Regions from separate parts of the Sus scrofa genome. Here regions 1 and 3 are each linked to region 2. Evidence: chromatin contacts called from public HiChIP or PLAC-seq data. All regions are on one chromosome and are shown on one strand. The core of a region is the stretch at or near the end of the contact, and the rest is flanking DNA. Distances in the headings are between cores, read along the strand shown.

Region 1 (4,544 bases), core at 1,603-4,102, 240 kb after region 2:
GGGGAGAGAGTGGGATGGATTGGGAGCCTGGGGTTAACAGATGCAGACTGTTGCCTTTGGAATGGATTAGCAATGAGATCCTGCTGTGTAGCACTGGGAACTATGTCTAGTCACTTATGATGGAGCATGAAAATGTGAGAAAAAAGAATGTGTACATGTATGTGTGACTGGGTCACCATGCTGTACAGTAGAAAAATAAATAAATAAAAGGTAAAAAAAAATAAGTAAATATCTGTGTTCCAAGTCCTTTTCCCTTGAGGCAAGTCTCTGGCTAGGAACGGAAAGGTCATGGCTTCCTTCTCCTGGGTAATGTCCGGACATTTAATTGGTGACCTCAGGCGACTGATGACTTATGGCACAAATTTCAGGCACCAGAGCAGAAAGTACGGTGGGAATTTTTTGAAGGTAGATGGGTCTGTCAGTGGACATCAAACCCATGGTAAGGGAGACATCATCCATCCTGGGCTTTTCACAAACATAATTATTCCTGCTACTACACAGAACTGGGCTTGGGGTGGGTACCGGCCCCCATCAATGCTTCACTCCCATCTCCTGGACCTTATATTTCAGAACGAGAAGGCCATGCTGCTTCTGGCTGCCTGCCAAGGACATCTCTGGGAGTAACCCTCAACCAATGACTCTCCAGGGATGGGGTAGAAATACCTCAACTCCCTCATCCTTTGGGTGGGATCATTTTGAGGCATGCGGTTTACACAGCGACCTCACATTGTCCTGTGGCATTTCAGTTCTAGTAGTAAATGAATAATGACATATCTATTATTGGCTGCTTCCCCCCCTCCCTTCTTCACTGCTGAATGGCAAATGGTGCTTCCTCTGTTTCACAAATCAACTACTTACACTGAAATCCTTTTCTTGGTATCAGCTTCTGGAGGGACCTAAATTGAGACAGGGTGGCCATCAGAGAAATGGACAGAGGCATGCAGCTGGACCACATGCAGGCCAGGCTCCCTCATCCACGCCATGTCATTGGCAGCCCCTGGGGGGAGCCTTACCAGCACCCCACTCTTCTTTCCTCTGCTTGGCCACAGGAGGAGGGTGGGGAGCCCCCATCAGAGCTGGTCTCCCTACAGAGATGTTTGGAAAGGGCATACCCAGCTGATGGGGTTTCCTAACTTCCCTGAGTGGAATCTTAATTGGGATTGGTTCTGCCAGGGCAAGTATAGGGCCCTGGACATAAGTCTGTTTAAACAGAATGCCTGGGATTTGGCGTCAGAAATGTCTTGTTTGAATTCTAGGTCTACCACATATGGACTATGTGGCTATTTATTGTCTCTGTGTCTTATTTTCCTTATCTATAAAATGGGATAATAATTCCTGCCTCAAAGAGTTGTTCCAACTATGACAATAATAGCCAATAAGGTTCCCAAGAAGCTTACATGAAGTTAACATAGCACAAAACAGCCTTATAAGGATGTGTCACAGGCCCCTTACTCAAAACATTTGAAGCCAGATGAGTTTAGAAATTCAGAATTAAAATTAAAGAACGATAACATGGGGAATTCCCGTCATGGCTCAGTGGTTAATGAATCTGACTAGGAACCATGAGGTTGTAGGTTCGATCCCTGGCCTGGCTCAGTGGGTTAAGGATGTGGCATTGCCGTGAGCTGTGGTATATGTTGCAGACGCGGCTCGGATCCTGCATTGCTGTGGCTTTGGCGTAGGCTGGCGGCTACAGCTCCGATTGGACCCCTAGCCTGGGAACCTCCATATGCTGTGGGAGCGGCCCAAGAAATGGCAAAAAGACAAAAAAGACAAAAAAAAAAAAAAAAGAAAGAAAGAAAGAAAGATAACATGGCATAGGTGCCGTATATTACAGAACCCCCCTCAGGGTCTTAAGGAGTGCCCTAGACTCAGTCATAATTTCTGCATCAAAAATAGGAAGATTTATACTAAGTGGGATAAAGCTCATGAAATGTTTCATTTTGGAATAGCAGGTAAAGAACTGTGACCCAGAGAAGTTAAGCAACTTGCTCATGATCACGCACCAGAATTTGAGCCCCCAAGAATTGGGCTAGGGCCCTTGTTCTAACCACTACACAGAACAACCTCCAGCAATGAAACCCTTTCTCCAAAGTGAATGGAGATAGTAAGAGACCTGGATCTGACTCATATGGCGAGAGCTGCTTTGTGTTTTTTGTTTGGCTGTGCCCGTGGCATATGAAAGTTCCCGGGCCAGGGGTCAAACCGAGCCACAGCAGTGACAATAATGGATCCTTAACCCGCTAGGGCACCAAGGAACTCTGAGAGCTGCTTTTTGTTAATATCTAAATAAATAAATAAATTTATTTTTATAATATCCCAGAAACAAAATTGAAAACATGGTTGCATTTGAAACACCAATGCTATAAAACACCACCCTACAAAAAAAATAATAGCTACCATTTCTTAAAAATTTACTGAATAATTTACATATATTCATCTCACTGAACCCCTACACAAGAGGCCTAAGAGATAGGTTTTATTAGTACCACCCATTTTAAAGATGAGATTAAAGAATTTACCCAAGGTCACTCTTCAATAGGGGTCTAGGCAGGAGATCCAATCTGGGGCTGCTGAAGCCTGTGTCCCTTCCACTGCACTGCCCTGCCTCCAAAGGACTGGAGAAGGCTGCCGACCATTGCTGTGTGGTTCACCCAAGGTCACAGGAGAGCCAGCCCAGAGCACCAACCCTGGCCTCGCTGCCTCAGAAGGCCTTACAGTGTTCGACTTCTCCTTTGGAAAGAGCCACAACTCAATATCATTTCTTTCCTGCTGCCCACTCTTGCCACTCTGAGAAAAGAACAGTACCTAGTGTTCACTAAAAGATGCAAGGGAATTGATTGGAAGGAAAATGTTATCTTCTGCCAATCCTGGCCACAGTGTTGTACCATTCTATATTTAGATAAGTGCTCTGTGCAGCCAAAGAGGCAATAAAAACAAGCTAAAAAGGTACTAGGCTCATGCCAGGAAACACTAAGAAGTAGCAAGTTCTTATTCTTTGCCCAAAGATGATTATTTGAAAAAAGGGAGAAAGACAATAAAAACAAGCAATCTCCCCGCAAACACACAGTGCTTTAAGGTCTGGGGCATCTCATACCCTCAGGGCAGGTGAGGAAGGAATGAGGATAGCAGGGTCCTCTCCCACCTTTACAGAAATGAGGCCCTAAGGAGGGAACCTGAGCAGGTGTCAGCCTGAACTCCTTTTGAAGTCAGGGAAGAATATGGACAGGGAAGTCATAGGCTGGCCGGAGGGACCCCCCCAGTGCATCAGGTATCAGCGGCAACTCCATAGACCAAACCTGAACTCTGGTATTTCAAAAAGGGAAAGATGAGTTTGAAAGATGATTTGAGGTTCATTCATTCATGGGTCTGTTGGCTTGATGGGTAACCAAGGTCCAAGCTCCCCAGTCCCCTTGAGAACCCCTTCTCTGGGCTCCTCCAGCAAGTTGGAATTCCTCCATTATTTATAGCAACAGATACTTCCATCATTAACTGTATTCCACTACAGTTATTTGCATGTGTTTTATCTTTTTCAATAAACTACACCCTCTTTGAGTGTAGAGAACAGCCCCTAGGTTTTTTATAACCTCTATAGAAGCTAGCATGGTATCTATTAAATTGAGATGTTTTAAATGTACCTCTTGCTCAAAGCCTTTTTTTCAGTTGTTATCTTCTACTGGTTGGAGCCAGGAAGTAGTAGTCTCTTCCAGTCCTGTGAAGCAGTAGAATTCTGGGCTCCATCTGGTCCCTTTCATCTCTGCTCTCACACAAACCAGTTCTTGCCTGAGCATATTTTGTCTTGCTAGACTTTGTTGAATGCAGTAAGTGATAACCAATCTCCCCCTTAGAGACAAAGGCTTGTCAGACACTTGGCCTGCCTTTTAAATTGTCAGTAGCAAAAGATCTACCAAATGCAGTGCCACCCCTTCCACAGGCCTATGCCTTCCCAGACTCCAGTATCAATGTCTGTGCCACCTACTGCCCAACTGCTGCATCAGTGCAACATATTTTAGGTTCTTCTGACATTATCCCCCACCTCAAAGGGCCCATTTCTAAATCCACTAGAGTAATCAACACTAGCTTCTATAATAAATAAACCCCAGAATTTCAGGGACCTACCACAGTATCAGTCTGTTTCTTCCTTACATTGTCTAACACAGGTGCTGCTGGGCTACAGACAGCTTTCTTCCAGGGGGTCATTTGAAGACCCCGAGCTCCATCTATCTTGCGGTCCTATCATCTCCTAGAGTCCCTGTCTTCTGATCCCAGCCAGTGGAAGAGGAGAGAGGTGGAGAAGGGACACCAGGAGTGACAAACAGCACTCACATTCCACTGTCTCTGTGCAATAAGAATGTGACAACAGCCTAACACCTGTTTCTGCCACTAGTGTCTAACAATAGCTAGAAAATATTATGCATCTTCATTTGCAAGATTTGTATACTTTATTTCATATAATATATACAGTAGCCTAAAAAGTAGGAATTATCAAAAAAAGTAGGAATTATCATTGCCACTTTAGAAATGAAAAAAAAAAAAAAACAAAT
Region 2 (4,922 bases), core at 463-2,962:
GCATGTGGAGAAAATTTTGAGGAGCTTGAACTTTGGTTCTGGCAGTGCCAATGTTAATGTTACAACAACAGACAGATAAGAAAATGCCAGCAGTTGCATAGTAAGGCCCATCCTTCCTTGTTTCTGTGTCTGGTATAAATGGCACTACCATTCTGTTTTAGGCTGGTGAAATATCAAAGTTAATGGCTCATCAGGTCTTCATGAATGAGTGGTCAATATACCTAGTGAGACATGGCCTGGTGTTGGAGACAAGCTAGGTCTATAAAAGAAGAAACTGGAGTTCCCGTTGTGGCACAGTGGAAATGAGTCTGACTGGTAACCGTGAGGTTGCGGGTTCGATCCCTGGCCTTGGTCAGTGGGTTAGGATCTGGCGTTGCCGTGAGCTGTGGTGTAGGTCACAGACGCGGCTTGGATCTAATGTTGCTGTGGCCATGGTGTAGGCTGGCAGCTGTAGCTCCGATTTGACCCCTAGCCTTGGAAACTCCATATGCTGCAGGAGTGGCCCTAAAAAGCAAAAAAAAAAAAAAAAAAAAAAAAAAAAAAAAAAAAAAAAGAAGAAGAAGAAGAAAAAGAAACTAAGAGAGGAATAATGAGTAAAAAATCTTTTTTCCAACAGAAAAATCCCCGATACTAAGATGCAGGTTTTTGGAGTAAGCAGACACTAAGTATAAGACAACATTCTCTCACATCTAATTATATGGCTAACATAGATATGTTAGTTAGGATGCTTTAGGCAGTAAGAACATAATCCACCAAAAGTGGCTTAGATAAGAAAGACATATACTATCTCACATAATAATGAAATACAGAGGTCAGGTAGTATCTGGGTCTCTAATTCAGCAGCTCAAGGGGAAATAAAGATGATGCTTTCCATCTTTCTACTGCATCATTCTCACCACGTTGCCTTTTGGCTCCAGACATGTTCTTTTACGGTTACAAGATGGTTACAGCAGCTCTAAGCATCACATCCTCAAATCTATATATAGTGGCCTAACAAGAAACATCTTCCTTTGCATTCCTTTTGAACAACAAGAACTTCCCCAAAGCTCTTTCTACTCTCATAATTGGCCAGAATTAGAAGTCACATGCTTATTCCTAAGCCAATCACTGGCAAAGGATGCTGAATTACCACAATGTTGCCAAACCATCAATTTGAACCTCTGGGGCTGGGGAGGAGGCCAGCATTCCCTGAAGAATATGTCCATCTGATTCCTGAACAAAATGGAAATTGGCTGGTGGCAGGAAAATATGGGTCTGAGGTAGGCAGCCGGAGAGACAACCACAGCAGAGTTTCAAAGCAGAAGTCCCTCCAGGCCAGGGGCGATTCCATTAAGGGGACCTTCCCTGATGACCACTGGGCTTGACCTTGCTTCACAGATGAGCTTCTCTTACAGGAATGAGTTTTGCTGATCTTTAGGATAGCTGCTAAGGACACCCTGTGCTGTATATTCTGCTGGTTCATATTACGCCACCTTGACCTGAAGCCAAATTATGCATAAGCGTTCTAAAATGGTTTATGGCTAGGGGAAGGCGGGCTGATGTCATTTGTCAAATGTGGCACTCTAGAATTATCTTACCAATATAAAACCAGGCAAAAGCTTTTCCACAGGAAAATGTGTTTTTGAAACAAGAATGAACACCCTAGAACTTACTTCATGTGGAATAATGGAATAACAGACTCAGCCCATTGCAGTAATGGTGAGGGGAGTGAAAAAATGGTGACCAGTGACCAGGTTTAAACTCAGAGAAAAATGAAAATGGGTGGTGCTTCTTGAGTTGATCCTTCTTTGTAAAAGTGAAATTATGAGCTCCTTAGAAATGGAGAAGTTTGCTTTTTATATTCAAATTACTCAAAGGTAGAAGGGACTTATTAATATACTTTAAAAAATATCCCTAGCATGCCTAACATACTGCTTTATACATAGTATGAATAGCTATCTTTTGATCAATGGATTGCAGTGAGGTTCCTTCATGAAATCACCAAACCAAGAAGAAGACCCAAGTACTGGCTACCTTGGCAATATCAGTAGGGAAAAGCTTACTTGACAGACGTAGAAGCTAGCCCTGAGTTTATATCTGAGGTTCTCAGCTATGGCTACACGTTGAATCACCTGCAGGGCTTTCAACACCTATACCTTGGTCCTATCCCCAGAGTGTCTGATTTGGTATAAAGCTTGGGTATTGACATGGTTTAAAGGCTCTCCAGGTGATTCTGATGTGCAGTCAAGGTTGAACTACTGCATCAAAATCACCTGGAGGGTTTATTAAAACTCAGGTTGCTGGGCTAAAATTCAGAGTTTATGATCCAGCCAATCTGAGGTGGGGCCCCCAAATTTGTATTAACAAGTTTCCAGGAGCTGCTGCTGCTAGTGGTTGGAAGGGACACACTTTAAGAACCCCCACTCTAGAGCACAGTGTAGCCAACCCACAAACTCATATAAGTTGTAAGTCTATGCAGGTTATCTAGCTGGAGGTCTGTTCTTGTGTGGCCATAGCGAAGAATGGTCCTACATTTTGAAAGGGTCGTAAAGAAGCTAAAGCAAAGCAGCAGTGATAAAAATAAAGAAAAATATGCCACACAAACCGTGTGGCCTGCAAAGCCTAAAATATTTAATATCTGGCCTTTTACAGAAAATACTTGCTGATTCTTGCTCTAGAGGTTCTTGAGGTCCGATCGAAAAAAGCAAGAATCCTAAAGGGTAAGAGAAAAATTTTGATGAGAAAAATTGTTCTAGAGGCATGGGGGGAGCTCTAAACAGCTGAAAGATTATTAACCCCCTACTATGTGTCAAGAGAATGGCATAATTTCATTTAGCCTGACAACAATGCTATTATTATCACTCCTGTTTTATAGATCAGGAAATCGAAGCTCAAAGAGACATTTATTTACTTACTCGTATAGAAAGCTAGTACATGATAAAAGATTTCTATCAACTACCCTAGGTCCTAGGAAAAGCTCAGAATTCTGTTTAGAAATGGATGTCTCCCAGAGCCAGTCTAAAAATATAATAAGCAATAAAAACCTGGACTTTTTTCTAGTGGCTCAATTCAATTTGTTATTGACGGTGTTGCAGGCACTCTGCTACAAAAATATGTCAACTATTATACTTACCCTCATGGAACTTACTGTCTAGTGAGAGAAACAGACATAGGATGAAACCCATATAATGTCAGAAGAGAGCCTACAGAACAGACAGGCGAGGCTTCACAGAGCAGAGGTCACTTAAGGATGCTAGGACCCCGATGCACAAGGCTTGGGAAGGCTTCCTAGCTGAGCAGACAGCACTGATGTTTCAAAACAGGCAAGTCCCACATGGAAGGACTTTACTCGCTTGCAGCCTCTCCCTGCAGACCGCGGAGCACACCATTGCCTTGGCCTTGGGCCGTGCAAACCCGACAGCCTGGGCAGCTAACAGAGAAGAGGCCCCTAGCTCTAGAAGCCACAACAACCAGCGACCACAGCAGCGTGTGACAGAAATGTTGGTCCAATTTCAGTGACAGGAGAAACTTGCAACTCTATTTCGTGGTTTTAGGCAGTCATTGCCAAGCAAAGTTATTAAAAGAAAGGGTTGTTTAAATTAAATAGTGATTAGTCTGTTGGAGTGGAAGAATGGCAAGTGAACATGTGATAGTGACATGAGGGCTGGGTTTCATGCAGCCACTTTTGGGCCCACAAATCTGAAACCAGCAATTTTATATATGATTTGCCATGCCGTGTTGAGGCAGCAGGCAGGATTCAGCATCCTTCCTTGATCTTCGTTTCAAGTTTCACTTCTCATTTGAATTTGTTTTTAAGGGTCGAGGTGCAGATGAAAACACTAGGTGAGAAATGCTTTCCTGAGTCTACTGCTGTTCTGAGGCTTCTGAGATGCGTTAAACAGAGATTTGTGCACAAGGAATTTGCTGCCAGGGTGGGGTGAGGAATAGGGCGCATGAATAGACGATCTCAGTACAACACAGTAACTGCTGATGTCAGGTCAGGACAAGAGGAGAAGCTGGAAGAGGAATCCCTAACCGTCCAGCAGGATTTAAGGAAGGTTCCTGGGAGGGATTGTACTGGTCAGAAAGCTTGCTTCTAAAATCTGAGTTCCCGTGGTGGTGCAGCGGAAACGAATCTGTTAGGAACCATGGGGACTTGGGTTCCATCCCCGGCCTTGCTCAGTGGGTTAAGGATCTGGCAATGCTGGGAACTGCGGTGTAGGTCACAGATGTGCCTCCGATCTGGTGTTGCTGTGGCTGTGGTGTAGGCCAGCAGCTGCAGTTCTGATTAGACCCCTAGCCTGGAACCTCCATATGCCACAAGTGAGGCTCTAAAAAGATGAAAGACCAAAAAAAAAAAAAAAAAAAAAAAAAAAAAAAAAAAAAGAATCTGACAGGATCTCTTTGACTATCTCTTTGGGACAGTCTGTCTGTTTTTCTTGCTGCAGGCCACACATCTGACTCAAGGTTTGACCTGGATTTTTGTAACTTAGGTATATAGTCTTAGAGATATTTTATCACCCATCACTGAAGGGCACCTGATCCTGGGGAGGTAAGTTGAGAATAACTTAAGGGCATGAAACACCAGAAGGCAGAGCCCAGAGAATGTACTGGGAGATAACTCATCTGCAAAGAGCTGAGTGGTTATATGGAAACATTCTAGAAATTTCCATTCGGATCAAGCATTCCATCTTTTACTTCACATGGTACCTTTTAAAACTTGGGAGAATAATATATGATCATTGTTGAAAAGTTTGGAAAAGAAAAGACAAGTACAAATAAAAAAGAAATCACTTATATTAGTACAACACAGTTTATCTTTTGGTATATTTGCATCTAAATTTGATCTATGCCTATATAGATATATAGGTTTTAGATAACTGAAATGACACTGTGCATATATAATGACACTGTGTACAAATGATCGGAAAGAAGCTGTACAT
Region 3 (4,287 bases), core at 857-3,356, 210 kb before region 2:
CCTCATCACAGCAGTAACAAAGCTGCATCCTTAACTTGCTAAGCCACAGAGAACTCCCCAATCCAATACAGTTCTATCAGCCCCCAAAGTTTCATCATACCCATTTGCACTCATCTGTATTGTCCAGCCACCAGAGAGCTGCTTTCTGTCACTACAAATTTGCTTTGTCTAGATTCATATAAAGAGAACCATACAACATATAGCCTTTTACATCTGGTATCTCACTTAGCATAAAGTTTGAGGTTCATCTATACCTTAGCATATTGCAGCATTTTGTTTAATTGCTAAATACTACTCCAATGTACGGATGTACTGTGTTTTGTTTATCCTTGCATACACTGATGGGCACGTGGATTGTTTCCAGTTTGTGACTACTACAAATCATGCTGCTATGAACGTTCATACACAAATCTTTGTGTGCACATATATTTTTGTTTCTCTTGGGCAGATTCCAAGGAGCGGATTTGCCAGACGATAGGGCAAACATCACCAAAACATCAACCAAGCTTTTCCGAAGCGGCTGTGCCATTTTACATTCCTACCACCAGTGCACAATGGTTCCAGTTTCTCCATCTCCCCACCAACATTTCATACGGTCTTTTCAGTTACAGTCATTCCAGTGGGCGTCTCATTGCGGCTTTATTCATTTTATAAATGTGACTTATTTGGATCTGTTCTTGTATTTCTTTGTATCTATCAAAACACCCAGCACCTTGCTACATGGGAGCATTTGTAAGCCTCCTAGTCAGCTGTATTTGCATCAAAAAGTCAGTTTTACATTTGCTTATAAACACCATGTAATTTCTACTTTGGGTTGGTTTGCCGAGGAAGGAGAAGAGTAAAGACATCTGCCTTTAAAAAAGAGAAAAAAGAAAACAAACAAAACCAAGACAGGCTGGAGGAACGATGAGGCTAATGGGAGCCTCTGATAGAGCAGAGCCAACAGAGAGGGCTGAGAGCCATGCCGCGTCCGGGGTGCTCTGGGAACAGGAACAGAGAATTACACTGGAAGATGACGGAAGAGGTAGCTAAGACATTATTTCCCTTGGCAAGAAAAAGCTATTTAAATGGCATTTGACACTCATAAACTTCGTACCTAAAATAAACTGGGACCAAGTGGGAATAAGATGAAGCCATTTAAAAGGGCCCTTGGTAGGCAGTTTGTAGAGCTGTGTTTTTATGATCCATCCGTACTGGTATCGGAATCATCTAGAATGCTTGTTAAAATACAGATTCCCAGGCCCCACACAACACCTCCAGAGTGTGCATCTCTGCGACTGTGCCCAGGAATCTGCACTTTAATTTCATTTTGAAATTTTACATAAATACATATACTTTTTTTCTGGCTGTGCCCACGGCATGTGGAAGTTCCTGGGCCAGGGTCTGAACCCACAACACAGCAGCAACCCAAGCCAGAGCCGTGACAATGCCAGATCCTTAACCCATTTTTTGAGGCACCAGGGAACTTCAGAATCTGCATTTTAAACAAGAGTCCAAGGTGATTCTTAACTCAAAACAGTTTGAGGACTTTTATTTCAGAGAAAAGGTACTTTTGGGCTTAGAGTTCCCTCTCTCAGCCTTCCTGAAGGCAGTTTTCCAACTGAGCCTTGGGGTCTTGCAGAGCTGCCTCAGGGCTCAATAGCAGGCCCTCCCAGAGCAGCAACCCCTTGAATTGTATATTCAGGAGCTTTCAACTCATGTTGGAAAGAAGCAGCCATTTCTCAAAAATGTTTGCAAACCACGGTCAGGTAGTGACAGGTTTATTTAAACAGCAAATCAAAGAACTTCTTTAGCTTGGAACAATTTTACTTCTTTATGCACAGAACACACTTGTCAGGGTCTAGAGTAAACTCATCATTCTCTTCTTAGATTCTCTCCTGTTGGAGGCAGTCAGACCGACTTTATTTCTCCTGCTGTTCCCGATCCCCAAAGGGAAAGTCAGAACACCAAGATAAACTGATGGCTTCTTTACAACATGCTCTCAAACTTCAGCTCCTTAACTGTGAAGGAAGCAACAGATCGAGTCCAGGGAATTGAAGAAAGCACCCTACCCCCTGCTGGCGAGAGGAATTTCTTTCCTCCTGTCACTTCTTTGCCTGTGGTCCCACAAAGTCGGAGAGCACTGGGGCAGCTGCAGTCCTGGGAGGGGCCCAGAGTTAGTCTGAGTGGGAATGTGAAGGGATTTCATTTTCTTTTTTCTGGGCTCAATAGCAGGAAGTTCTATCTTATAAAGAAAGCCCAGGGGCCAGATGTATGCAGGAAGCTGGAAGCCTAGAGAAAAACAGTGGAGGCGGAGTCGTAGCTCCTGGGACGGAGGGGACTACACAGAGAAAAGACACAAAAGCACTACATGTGAACTCCCAATGGGTTTCCTTCCACACACAGACTCTGTGTGTGTGTACTTTCCAACCACTGCATTTCAAAAAGTACCCGAAAACTGGAAAAGGTAAACACTTTAACTAGAATTAGGAGATTTGGGTCCATACACATGAAGAACACGTTCAGCTTCGAAGGTGACAATGAGGGAGTTCCCTGGTGGCTACACACCCAAATGCAAGAGACTGGAGAAAGGAGAGCCCTACTATGTGCTTGGAAGGAACAAAACTGGAATATTTATAAACAGCCCTAATGACTACCATAACGCTTACTTTAAAAAAACAAAAACAAACCTATATTTTCTTTTCTTTTCTTTTCTTTTCTTTCTTTCTTTCTTTTTTTTTTTCTTTCTTTTTCTTTCTTTCTTTCTTTCTTTCTTTCTTTTTTTCTTTCTTTCTTTCTTTCTTTCTTATTTTCTTTCCTTCCTTCCTTCTTTCTTTTTCTTTTTTTTTTTTAGGGCTGCATTCGAGCATATGGAAGTTCCCAGGCTAGGGGTCGAATCGGAGCTGTTGCTGCCGGTCTACGCCATAGCCACAGCAACCTAAAATCCAAGCCGCATCTGCGACCTACACCACAGCTCACAGAAACACCAGATCCTTAACCCACTGGGCCAGGCCAGGGATGGAACCCAGAATCTCATGGATACTAGTCAGACTTGTGACCCCGGAGCCCCAAGGGGAATTCCTTTTTTTTTTTTTTTCTTTGTGGCCACACTGTGGTATATGGAAGTTCCTGGGCCAGGGACTGACAACACTGGATCCTTGAACTCACTGTGCAAGGCTGGGGATTGAACCTGCACCGTCACCGCAAGCCGAGCAGCTGCAGTCGGATTCTTAACCTACTGTGCCACAGTGGGAACTTCAAAAAGTGTATTTTCTTGACCAAGAACTACCTAACACTGATCACTGGGAACTTCCTTTCTCAAGAGTCTGATGTGTAAATTCATCAAGTATCTTATTTGTACTACATGTGGGGAAAAAACCGTAATTACCGAACGTTTGAACGGGACCAAGATGCCATTCAGAGTTCAGACTTCAAAACAAAGCTGAAATTACCTGGCTGGCTGACAATGCTATATGTTAAATGCCACCAGGACACAGTAAGATAGAACAGAAGCAAAAATCCGCGCTTTATTCCCCACCCACAAAACTGCATCACACACCCATTGACTGTATTTTCTTTCCATTCCTCACTTCTCCTCTCCAACCATCAAGTAAAAGAAAACACAAAGGAGTGTGAATCTACCGTAAGTCACTCTGATGCATAATAACAAGACCAAAGATTTTAGGAATTCAACTATCACCGGATTATGGTCTCTAAAAGACTGCGTTTGAGAGCTGACTAGACCAAAATAAACATGCTTTACGCTAGATTTTTCTGGTAGGTAAAAACACAGGCAGAAAAACCAAAGTACATTTGATCAACGTTAACAAACTATTAGAACAAAAAAAGGTATCATCACGCCTTTGATATTTTAACAAATAAAAAGCCACCATGTGTGCAGAATTGCTAAACTTTTCCTGTGATGAACCAAAATCTTAACAGGTTTTCCTTGCTAAGTTGAGAAACTGTAAATGTCAAAGCTAAAAACAAAAAGTTAAATGATGCCATTTTTCTTACAGGCATGATCCCTTTTCTCACATTCACTGTGCTGTATGAGCCAGCCAAAAATGAGGCTCCAGCCTTCTGATCTAGCTGGACACACCCACAACTCTCTTTAATTCCAAATTTGTCGGTGTCCAGAAAATCTGCTCTTATTAATTTTCTATTGCTGCTGTAGCAAATGAACACAAATTCAGTGGCTTAAAACAACGCAAATTTATTACCTTACACTTCTGGAGGTCAGGAGTCTAAAAACAGTTCACAAGGCTTCCTTCCTGGGTCTCGGTCTAGGGAAAAACCTGTTTCCTT

Evidence for each region. HiChIP or PLAC-seq counts read pairs in DNA pulled down with a chosen protein or histone mark.
Region 1: an H3K27ac HiChIP or PLAC-seq map of skeletal muscle shows a contact between it and region 2. The contact joins two enhancer-like sites. A contact is called at or near these places in 1 of 47 Hi-C or Micro-C datasets (skeletal muscle) and 1 of 2 datasets of contacts at active chromatin or transcription factors (skeletal muscle).
Region 3: an H3K27ac HiChIP or PLAC-seq map of skeletal muscle shows a contact between it and region 2. The contact joins two enhancer-like sites. A contact is called at or near these places in 2 of 47 Hi-C or Micro-C datasets (brain and skeletal muscle) and 1 of 2 datasets of contacts at active chromatin or transcription factors (skeletal muscle).

The regions. Positions count from the first base shown.
Region 1 is chr9:125,355,284-125,359,827 of Sscrofa11.1, reverse strand. All of the region lies in intron 7 of TSEN15 (tRNA-splicing endonuclease subunit Sen15), which reads right to left. Among named protein-coding and RNA genes, the nearest start is that of TSEN15, 57 kb to the right of the region's middle. Within about 2 kb of position 2,852, at least 4 of the 83 cell types and tissues checked have an H3K27ac peak or open chromatin away from gene starts, as enhancers often do. A contact at or near this core is called in skeletal muscle, where this site is marked.
Region 2 is chr9:125,589,396-125,594,317 of Sscrofa11.1, reverse strand. No RefSeq gene overlaps it. Among named protein-coding and RNA genes, the nearest start is that of C9H1orf21, 21 kb to the left of the region's middle. Within about 2 kb of position 1,712, at least 3 of the 83 cell types and tissues checked have an H3K27ac peak or open chromatin away from gene starts, as enhancers often do. A contact at or near this core is called in skeletal muscle, where this site is marked.
Region 3 is chr9:125,803,395-125,807,681 of Sscrofa11.1, reverse strand. All of the region lies in intron 3 of C9H1orf21, which reads right to left. Among named protein-coding and RNA genes, the nearest start is that of EDEM3, 180 kb to the left of the region's middle. Within about 2 kb of position 2,106, at least 13 of the 83 cell types and tissues checked have an H3K27ac peak or open chromatin away from gene starts, as enhancers often do. A contact at or near this core is called in skeletal muscle, where this site is marked.